2 separate regions of the Mus musculus genome follow, and region 2 is linked to region 1. A link is a contact called in public HiChIP or PLAC-seq data. All regions are on one chromosome and are shown on one strand. The core of a region is the stretch at or near the end of the contact, and the rest is flanking DNA. Distances in the headings are between cores, read along the strand shown.

Evidence for each region. HiChIP or PLAC-seq counts read pairs in DNA pulled down with a chosen protein or histone mark.
Region 2: a contact with region 1 is called in an H3K4me3 HiChIP or PLAC-seq map of embryonic stem cells, with 4 times the contacts expected there. The contact joins the promoter of Gas2l2 here to the promoter of Slfn9 in region 1. A contact is called at or near these places in 1 of 39 promoter capture datasets (erythroid cells) and 1 of 115 datasets of contacts at active chromatin or transcription factors (embryonic stem cells).

What each region holds. Positions count from the first base shown.
Region 1 is chr11:82,989,396-82,994,131 of GRCm38.p6, forward strand. Slfn9 (schlafen 9) reads right to left here and starts at 2,435. Exons shown (of 5, transcript NM_172796.2): 1 at 2,193-2,435.
Region 2 is chr11:83,427,868-83,432,592 of GRCm38.p6, forward strand. It overlaps Gas2l2 (growth arrest-specific 2 like 2), which reads right to left and starts at 1,654. Exons shown (of 6, transcript NM_001013759.2): 1 at 1,177-1,654. The coding sequence starts at 1,561.

The DNA.
Region 1 (4,736 bases), core at 1,185-3,684:
TGCCTGGAGGCCTTTTCCCTAGGAGATTTCACATCCAATAAGTTGATGGTGAGTGCCGTTATACCTAATCTTCATGCATCCCACATAAACTGTAGCCTCCCCTCCCCCAGCCTTAAACCTGCCCGCCCAGTTTCCACTGTTTACATTGGGATGGAGCTTCCCGCTCAATTGTTCTGCCACGCCCACTGCTGGAGCCCGCCGCTTTGCTGTTCCGGAACCATACACGTGGTCACCCTGCCACTGGACTCCAGGATTATTTGGCGGGAATCGGGCCCCCCTTCCCCTGCTTCATAACTGCTTGTTGGAACAGTAAAATTGAGCTTTGATCAGGATGACTGTCTTAGCTCCGTCTTTATCTCGCCCCGCCTAGCCCCTCTTCTCTTCCAGGTTTCCAAAATGCCTTTCCGGGCTAGAACCCAGACCTGTGAGCTGCTGGCCGGACACAACAATAAACAAATCTACAAATTTGTAAATTGTAATAATGACTTGAAAAAACAATCTTCTAGCAAGGCATTACCTTATGATAGTATTTGCATAAAAATTAAAGACAACAGACCCAGAGAGACGGCTCAGTGGTTTATGAGTATTTTGCTTGCCTATATGCCTGTATACCTCCTGCCTGGTGCCTGGTCAGAAAAGGGCATCAGATCCCCTAGGACCAAAGTTATGAGAGTTGCTCACTGCCATATGGGTGCTGGGAATTGAACCTGGGTCTTGTGCAGGGACAAGAAGTGTTCTTAACGCTGAGCCATCTCTCCAGACCTATATAATTGAGTTTTTTTTAGGGAGTAAAATCCTAAAACTGTCATGTGACCCAGAATAAGGCTGAACTAGAGGATGTTTGCCAATGTTGAAGGATTGTAGGGGCTTGTGGGACAACTGGTCTATAGTAATGGCACCATTCCCTGAGACCTGCAGAAAGGTGATCCTGTCTCCCTTACACAACCATATAAACAGTCGGTGGAAGATTAGGCCTCTGATGACTGTGTGTAGAAAGTAAGAGTGGAACACACAAGGCACTAGAAGGGCTGGGGCAGTATACTGGGCAAAACAAATTGGGACTGGCCATCTTAGGCGGAATCAGGACAGAAAGGAAACAGGCTTTAGAAGGTGTGCTAGTTGGGAAACTGAAATCCCCGGATTTTAGGCTCTTTTCCATAGCTTCTGGATTATAAACCCTGGGTTAGATAGTAGCAATTATATTTCTGCCTCTTGGCTCCTTGCTCAGTTAAAGACAGTATCTTAGAGAGAGAGGGGTCGCTCAGTGGCATCTACAGAATCCCTTTCAACATTGTCATTTCAAGCTGTACCTTGGGGCCTAAAGCTTGTACTCTAACTTGCACCTACTAAGAGTAACAGGCTCTACCAGCTCAGAGACTTCCTGTTGAGATTGCCAGCCAGAGCAAGCTAGAGTGACAGAGACAGCCTCCCTCCCCCATCCCTTCACCCATCTGGGTCCCCCTTCTCCTGTGCTGGGCTGGTCAGTCTCTCACCCACTGGAATCATCCCCTTTCACTCCCAGGCCCCTCCAGTCCTCAGCACCTACTTTTAAAGGAACGTGTCGCCAAGTCTGAGAAAATATCCGGGTCTTCAGACAGGAGAGACACAGTGGTGCCACCCTGGCTTCTGGGCTGCTCAGGTTCCAGTTCTGGTGTGCTGGACCTCGGGGAAGGTGGAGGGGAGCTGAGGGTCTCACCAGGTCCTGGTCGCTCCGGATCCCAGAGCGCAGAGCGCGCGGAGGTGGCGTGGAATTCCCGCCTTTCCTTTTCACTGCCTGACTCTCCACCCACCCTCTCCCGCCCGCGGGCAGAGACCAATAGGAAGCCTTCTAAATACCGGGAAGCTTGAAACTCATATGTGCTTAATAAACTAAACTTTAATAATTCTGAACCTTAGCCATATTGGGCGTTCGGATTGTTCTTGGTGTTTTTAGTTTCTTTTGGTATCTGCTTTCTCCCCACTTCTTTCTTCCTCCTTCCTCCTAGCTCTTCCTATATCCCAGTGTTCTGTCACCGGCCCAAGTGTACCTATTTACCAACTAATTTATGGAATCTATTCATACGAATTACACAAGACAGCATAAAACTTGTTCGAAAGGAGATAAGCTCTTCTCCAGGCCCTTTCCTCTGGCACCGGGCCACCCTTCTGTCCCTGGCTCCCTTGAAGGTCGCAGCTCTGTGGCTCTCACTCACCACTTTCATTTTGTGAGAAAAGACTTTTGATCGCTGTTCCCTGGCCGGCTGGGAAAGCAGAATTTAGAAACAGGCAGGAATGTAAGTCTCCCTTTCCTTCCCGAACTCAGCCTCCGGCCCAGAATCTTCTGGTCTGTGGCCAGGTGGTGTTTCATTTGTGGACTGGTCGCCTGTCTGTGAGGTTCAGAGGAGCAGCCCCGGGTCTAGCATGGGTTTGGCTAGCAGTGGTCACAGCGAATTGGCTCAATTCTTCTAGTGGTTGGGTTACTTGTTTTTGGGAAAACGAAACTGCTCGGATTTTCTGGCCGGCTGCAGGCATGCTGCCAGACTGAGCTCACTGCTGGTTTTGATGAATCTGTCTTGCTGCCCTTTTTCCAGATAAGCCCCCATCCTTGGCTGTGGGCGGCTTCCTCCCTATAGCAAGAACTTACAGCCTTCTCAGCCTGAGGGGGTTCCCTGCTGTGGAAGGGCTGTTGAAGGAGCTCAGATTCATGCTGGTCTGGGGGAAGCAGAGTGAGAGTGAAGCTTTTGTGAGGATCTCACCTCCTGAGCTCAGAGTTGAGAACTAACCACTGTTAACCCCTGGTACTTGCAGATCTTCATCTGTTCTGTGTTCCTACTGCATGTACACTTGTTACACATGGTTAACACCGTTAACTGCATCAGGATGTGTATTCTAGTTAAAAACCTGTTTTTCCATGGTTCCAAACTTCCCCTTTCAGTATATTTTCTTACCACCATAGTCCTTTTTCTTTAAAATTCTAATTTTCCAGATTGTACAGTGTTGAATGAAAAAGACTGTCATCCTAGAATTCAATACACACTGTCAACCTAGAATTCAACACACACACACACACACACACACACACACACACACACACACACACACACCACTTCACCTAGTGGATAGAAACTAATGATGTCCTTTTCTGGTGAAACAAAACAATTCAGCAAGGGCTTGGTCACCAGGAGACCTTTGTCACAAAAAATGTTAAAGGCTGATGGAAATTTGTACCAGAGTAACACTTAGAGTCACATGAATAAAACCAGTACTACAGGAGTAATTAAGTGAATATTAAAAGGTAATTTATCTTTTTCAGTGTTCAAAAATTACTGAAAAGATAAAGATACAACTATATTATGGTGCTTATAAAATGTAGAAATACAAAACTGTGATAATTACGGGGGCTGGGAAGATGGCTCAGAGACTCTGAGCACACTCTTGTGGTTGACCTGGGTTTGAGTCCCAACACCCACCTTTGGCTCAGGGACCCCGTAACTCCAGTTCCAGGGAGTCAATGTCATTGGCCATGTTGAACACTTGCTCTCAGATGCATGTACCCTCCTGTACTGGCTAGTTTTGTGTCAACTTGACACAGCTAGAGTTATCACAGAGAAAGGAACTTCAGTTGAGGAAATGCCTCCATGAGATCCAACTGTAAGGCATTTCCTCAATTAGTGATCAAGGGGGAAAGGCCCCTTGTGGGTGGGACCATCTCTGGGCTGGCAGTCTTAGGTTCTATAAGAGAGCAGGCTGAGCAAGCCAGGAAAAGCCAGCCAGTAAAGAACATCCCTCCATGGCCTCTGCATCAGCTCCTGCTTTCTGACTTGCTTGAGTTCCAGTCCTGACTTCCTTTGGTGAGGAACAGCAGTATGGAAGTGTAAGCCGAATAAACCCTTTCCTCCCCAACTTGCTTCTTGGTCATGATGCAGGAATAGAAACCCTGACTAAGACACCTCCTGTGTTGGAGTGAAGTTTTTGTGTACCACATATAGAGACTATCCTTGTGTTAAGCAAATGCTAATTTCCATCCTGACAGAGATCTGATTACAGCAAAACTTTGGTATTGTCATTATTTAGAAGATTATCCTGTCTTAGTATTTTCTAATCATTGTTCTCCACCACCTCCTGACACAGAGGGAGGCTAGGTAAAGTCTCTGCAGGGAGTTGTTCTTCCCTAAATTGAAGTCTCAGGGAGAAAGGGGGTGGGGCACTTATCTCTGCCTTTTGTTCTCAGTACTTGGAAGACTCTCAGAGCAAGTGTTCACTTGGTGAAAATACTCTCTGCAGGTCTGCACATAAGTCAGATCATAAACTGAATAAGAGGTTATAACAGAGAATGCCTACCTGCATATGCACTAGGAGCAATGATCTGCCTTAACTTCATCATTGGTTACTAGCTTGTAGGGTCATGGAGAAGTTTTAGCTTAAAACTAAACCATCCTTGAAGTTTTAAGAAACTCAGTCAATATCTTAGCTCCTATTTTTGCACCTTGGTTTCTGTAACCCCTTGGAATGGGCCCTAAGTTTTAGAAGTCTGTTGTTATCTCAGAAGCACTGAAGCAGTCCTGTTATAAGGAATGTTTCTGTGGGTGCTGCTACTTGGAAAAAATGGTAACCCTTGCATCCTAGCTGAGTCTGGGGTCTTCCTTCAGCAATTTTTGGGCCCTTACAGTGAGATTTAGGGTAGGCCATTGTTGTTGGGTTAGCGTAACTGAGAATCTGCCCAGCTACAGTGCCCAAAGCTTACAATAAATACAATG
Region 2 (4,725 bases), core at 404-2,903, 440 kb after region 1:
CCTATAGGGCTCAGTCCAGGAATCTCCTGTGGCTATGTGACCCCCAAGCTAGTTCCAGAGCTCCGGTGTTCATCTGAAAAATGTGGGTGTGGTCTATCTCAACTGAAAGCAGCAGTTGTTTGTGGGTATGGTCCTGGGAATGGAACCCAAGGCCGTACATAAGCTGTAACATAAGCTACATCCTTAGCTTTGATTAACCTTTGATCCAGCCCCTTGCCTCCTTCTACCAGCCCGGAGTCCAAACTTGACCCTTTCCCTGTCTCCTCCCACTTACTTTTGGCCTGGAGAATTGTGCAATCACACCTAATCCCATTCCTGGGTTCAAGGCCAAAAGCTGTCACTCTCTGAGCCCTGAGAGTCCCTGCAGGACTATGCCTTTCCCTATAGACCTCCCGCCTTGAGCTTCCTTCCCATCCTTTTAGTCAAGTCAACCTGTGGGTCACAACCCCTGGAAGGTCACCTATCAGATATCCTGCATATCAGATATGTACATTATAATTTATAACAACAGCAAAATTACAGCTATGAAATAGTAGTGAAAATAAGTTTATGGTTGGGGGTCACCACAAGATGAGGATCTGTATTAAAGGGTCTCAGCATTAGGAAGGTCGAGAACCACTGTTTCGGTCCTTCCTGCTCGATGGCCAGCCCATCCCAGTTATCCACCTACCTTGTGCTTTGCCACTGCTCCCTGACTAATTAATCTCCTCTCCCAAACTTCTCTCTTTGGTTCAAATCTCCTCCCTCTTGTTGCCCTTGCTGGTGCCCACTACTGTGTCATCAGACTGATCATTGTCATTCTAGATCCCATATTGTATATTGTATACCTTTGAAACACACATCTCCCTGGGCTGTAATCTCTTAATCTACTTAGCTGTCTGCCTTCCTAGACCATGCATTCCTGGGCCCTCGGGCCCTATTCTCCTCAGTTCTAAGAACCTAGCATGCACTGGAAACAGAAGAGGCAATGCATGGATTTCATCATTGGTGGATATCTACTGGTCATCAGTGTGTATTTACTAAGGATTTACTGTGAGGTGGAGAACCTGATGCTTCTCTAAGCTACTGCACGGAAAATCTACAATACCTCAACTCCTGTCCCCCAGGTCTAACTTAGCTTAAGCCTCTGAGTGATTCGTGCCCCTGTAATATAAAGGTCTGAGATCGTTGCGTTACCTTGGATCCCCATCTCCTTGCGACACCACTGGATGAAGTTGGAGATGTTGTCCCTGGCCTGGAAGGTACCCGGCTGAGCAGCCCCATTGCAGAAAACTCCAGCCTGGGGCATGGGAATCTTTTGAGCTCGCTCAGGTGCCTCAGCCAGGAAGGCCAGAGCAGCCTCCGTGACAGTGTTGGCATGCCGGCACAACACCAGGCCAGTCTCCAGCACCCGCAGGAAGTTGTCTGCATCGATGTCCAGCCCGTACAGATCCCGAAGCCACTCAGCCAGGTCTTCCTTCATGGCCTCCAGGTACTGCTCGCTGGACTTGAAGGGCCGGATGCTGCGCACAGGAGGTCCTGGGGTCCTGGGTCTCCTCCCATGTCCCACATGCTGAGACATGACTGGAACTCAAGTGTGGGAGGAAGTAACAACCTCCTGTCCCCCCACTGTTGTCTCTTTACTTCTGCTACCTGCTAGTCAAGGTCCTGGCCCAGTTCTCCTTGATTCAATGGGTCCCCCTCTACCCTCTGAGAGCCCAGGGGCTCTGCGGCTTGCTATGGGCTTCAGCCTCTGGGCCAGGCCCAGCCCCCACTGCCCACATTCCTCAATCCCTGCCTGAACTTTTCTTTGGTGGCTTGCAGCGACCTCACTCTCAGCTGCCTAGTCCCAGAGTTCAGCGCTTCTGGGACTGGTGAAAGTTGAGGGTACTCCTCTCTTCCCAGGGCAGGTCATCTACTGCCTCCGGACCGCCACCATCACCGTCACCGTCCAGGGAGCCAGAACAAGCAAGTAGGCTCTGGCCCGCTGCTCTGCTCTGCTCAGCTTTCCTTCCTCTCCTTGGAGACGCCGCTGCTACAAACACTCCTTGTTAACCCTTCCTTCCTTCCAGCAGCCTGTGTGCCTGAGCACAGGGAGCCGGCCAGAGAGGGTGGGACTGGGTTCTCTCTCAGTTGACTCCTTGTGGGGGACTTGAGGGGAAGCTGAGGGAGACGTTCCGGGGCTGGGGCTTAAGGATGGGCGAGCCCTGGAAATGAGTGAGCGCGGAAGAGACACAGCAATAGAGCCCAAAGACGGGAGTTTTGCCCTATATTCCTCTGGAGGTGGCATGCAAGCCCCGATCTCTCTGTGCCTAGTTTGTCAACTGTCAAATGGGAAGGACAATGTCTGTCCTTCTAGGGTAAGGAACAAGGGAATAGTGTGTGTATGTGTGTGTGAAAACATCAGAATACCCAGCCTGGGTGAACCCCGGCTCTCACGGGCTCTCCCAGCAACCCTGTCTGAACACCGTGATTCCCATCTGCTCTGGAGAACTTGATTCATCCGTGTGATTCTTCTAGAACAAGCTCACCCCATGGTCACAGCAATGCATTCATTCAACAACGATTTCTTCTCTCTTTTCCTCTCTCCTCCTCCTCCTTTTTTCCCTCCTTCTATGTTTTTTTGTTTGTCTGTTTGTTTGTTTTTTTGTTTTTTTTTTTTTTTGGGTTGGGGGGGACAGTGTTTCTCTGTGTAGCCCTGGCTGTCCTGGAACTCACTCTGTAGACCAGGCTGGCCTCGAACTCAGAGATCTGATCACCTCTGCCTCCAAAGTGATGAAATTAAAGGCACACCCCACCATCGCCTGGCTAACAAAGAGTTCTTAAGCCTCTACTATGTACCAGATGCTATCATGGAGCTTAGAATACAGCAACAAACAAAACCATCACTGCCTGAACTCATGGAGGCTACATATATGTTACATGTATGTTACTGGGTGATGGGTGGTAGATGAACAAAGAAGTCTGGTTCAGAATGCTGGCACACCCCCATAATCTCAGTAACTGGGAAGTTGAGGCAGGAGGATTGAGGGTTCAAGGCCAGCCTACATAGCAAACTCAAGTCCAGATTGGCATGCATGGTAAGACTCTGCCTCAATAATCAAGACAAAACAAATAACAACAGAATAAATGTGTAGTCAATCAGGCAGTGATAAATACCAGGGGGATACAGGAGACGAGAACGGTGGCTTTAGAGGAGGTGACACCATCTATAAAGGAAAGCCTTGGTGACAAGGTGTCACCTGGACAGAGACCTGAGGGAGTGAGGACATGACCCCTCATGAGGAAGAAAAGCCACCAGTGCTGAGGCTTGGAGGCAGGAGCATGCTTGGTATGTTCTAAGAATAGCTGTGCTAAAAAAAAGAAAGAAAGAAAGAATCCCAAAAGGAGGGGGCTGGAGAGATGGTTCTCGGCAGTTAGGAGGGATTGCTGCTTCTCCAGAGGGCCTGGGCTTGGCTCCCTGGACTCACATAATAATTATCTGTGCCGCCTGCCCCAGGGGACATGATGCCCTCTTCTAGCCTCCATGGGCACCTGCACACCCATGGCACACAGACACACATATACACACAAGTTAAAAGAATAAGTGAGGAGGAGTGGAGAGACTGCTCAGCATTGAAGAACATAGGCTGCTCTTGCAGAAGACTTGGGTTCAAGTCCCAGAATGCACGTGGCTGCTCACAGCCGCTGCAGTTTCAGGGGGTCAGGCACCCTTTTCTGGCCTCTGCTAGCACCAGGCATGCAAATGGCACACACACACAGATGTAGGCAAACACTCATAGAGATAAAATAAAAACAAACCTTTCTTAAGAGAAGAAGAGGAGGGGCTGGTGAGATGGCTCAGCGGGTAAGAGCACTGACTGCTCTTCTGAAGGTCCTGAGTTCAAATCCCAGAAACCACATGGTGACTCACAACCACCCGTAATGAGATCTGACGCCTTCTTCTGGTGTGTCTGAAGTCAGCTACAGTGTACTTATGTATAATAATAAATAAATCTTTGAGCCAGAGCAAGCAGGGACTGAGCGAGCAGAGCCAACCAGAACAGGGTTGACTGGAGCAAGCAGAGGTCCTAAAAAAAATGTCAAGTCCCAACAACTAATATGAAGGCTCACAGCCATTTGCACAGCTACAGTGTACTCACGTAAATAAATAGATAGATAGAAAAACAAATAAATAAATCTTTAAAAAGAGAGAGAGAAGAAGAGGAGGAAGAAGAGGAAGAGGAGGAGGAGGAAGAGGAGGAAGAAGGTTGAGGGATGTCTCAGAGGTTGAGAGCTCTCTGGCTGCTCTTCCAGAGGATCTGGGTTTGACTCCCAGCACCCACAGCTGTCTGTAACTCTAGCTGCAGGGGATCCAACACCCTCTTCTGGCCTCCATGGGCAACAGGCCAAGAATGCACGTTATACAGAACATGGTATAGCAGCAAGCACATTAAATAAATAAAATTTGAAAGAAAAAAAACAGTAAAGATAGGACAGACATGAGACTGAGAAAAAAAATGAGGCCCCAAGTCAGCCAGGCCTGGCAGGGGGATGCCTTTCTCCTAGTGAAATGGGAAGTATACTGTAGAGCTGAGGGCAGGGTCATGCCCTTACTCAGGCAGCTGTGTGGAGGGACTGCAGGACCACAGGAATAACTGGACAACATTTGGAATACCAACACCATCTAAGGATGGCAATGGTAGCTTAGCCCAGGCGATGACAAGTAGCCACATTCCATGTTGCTCCTGCAGAGTTTATAGGATT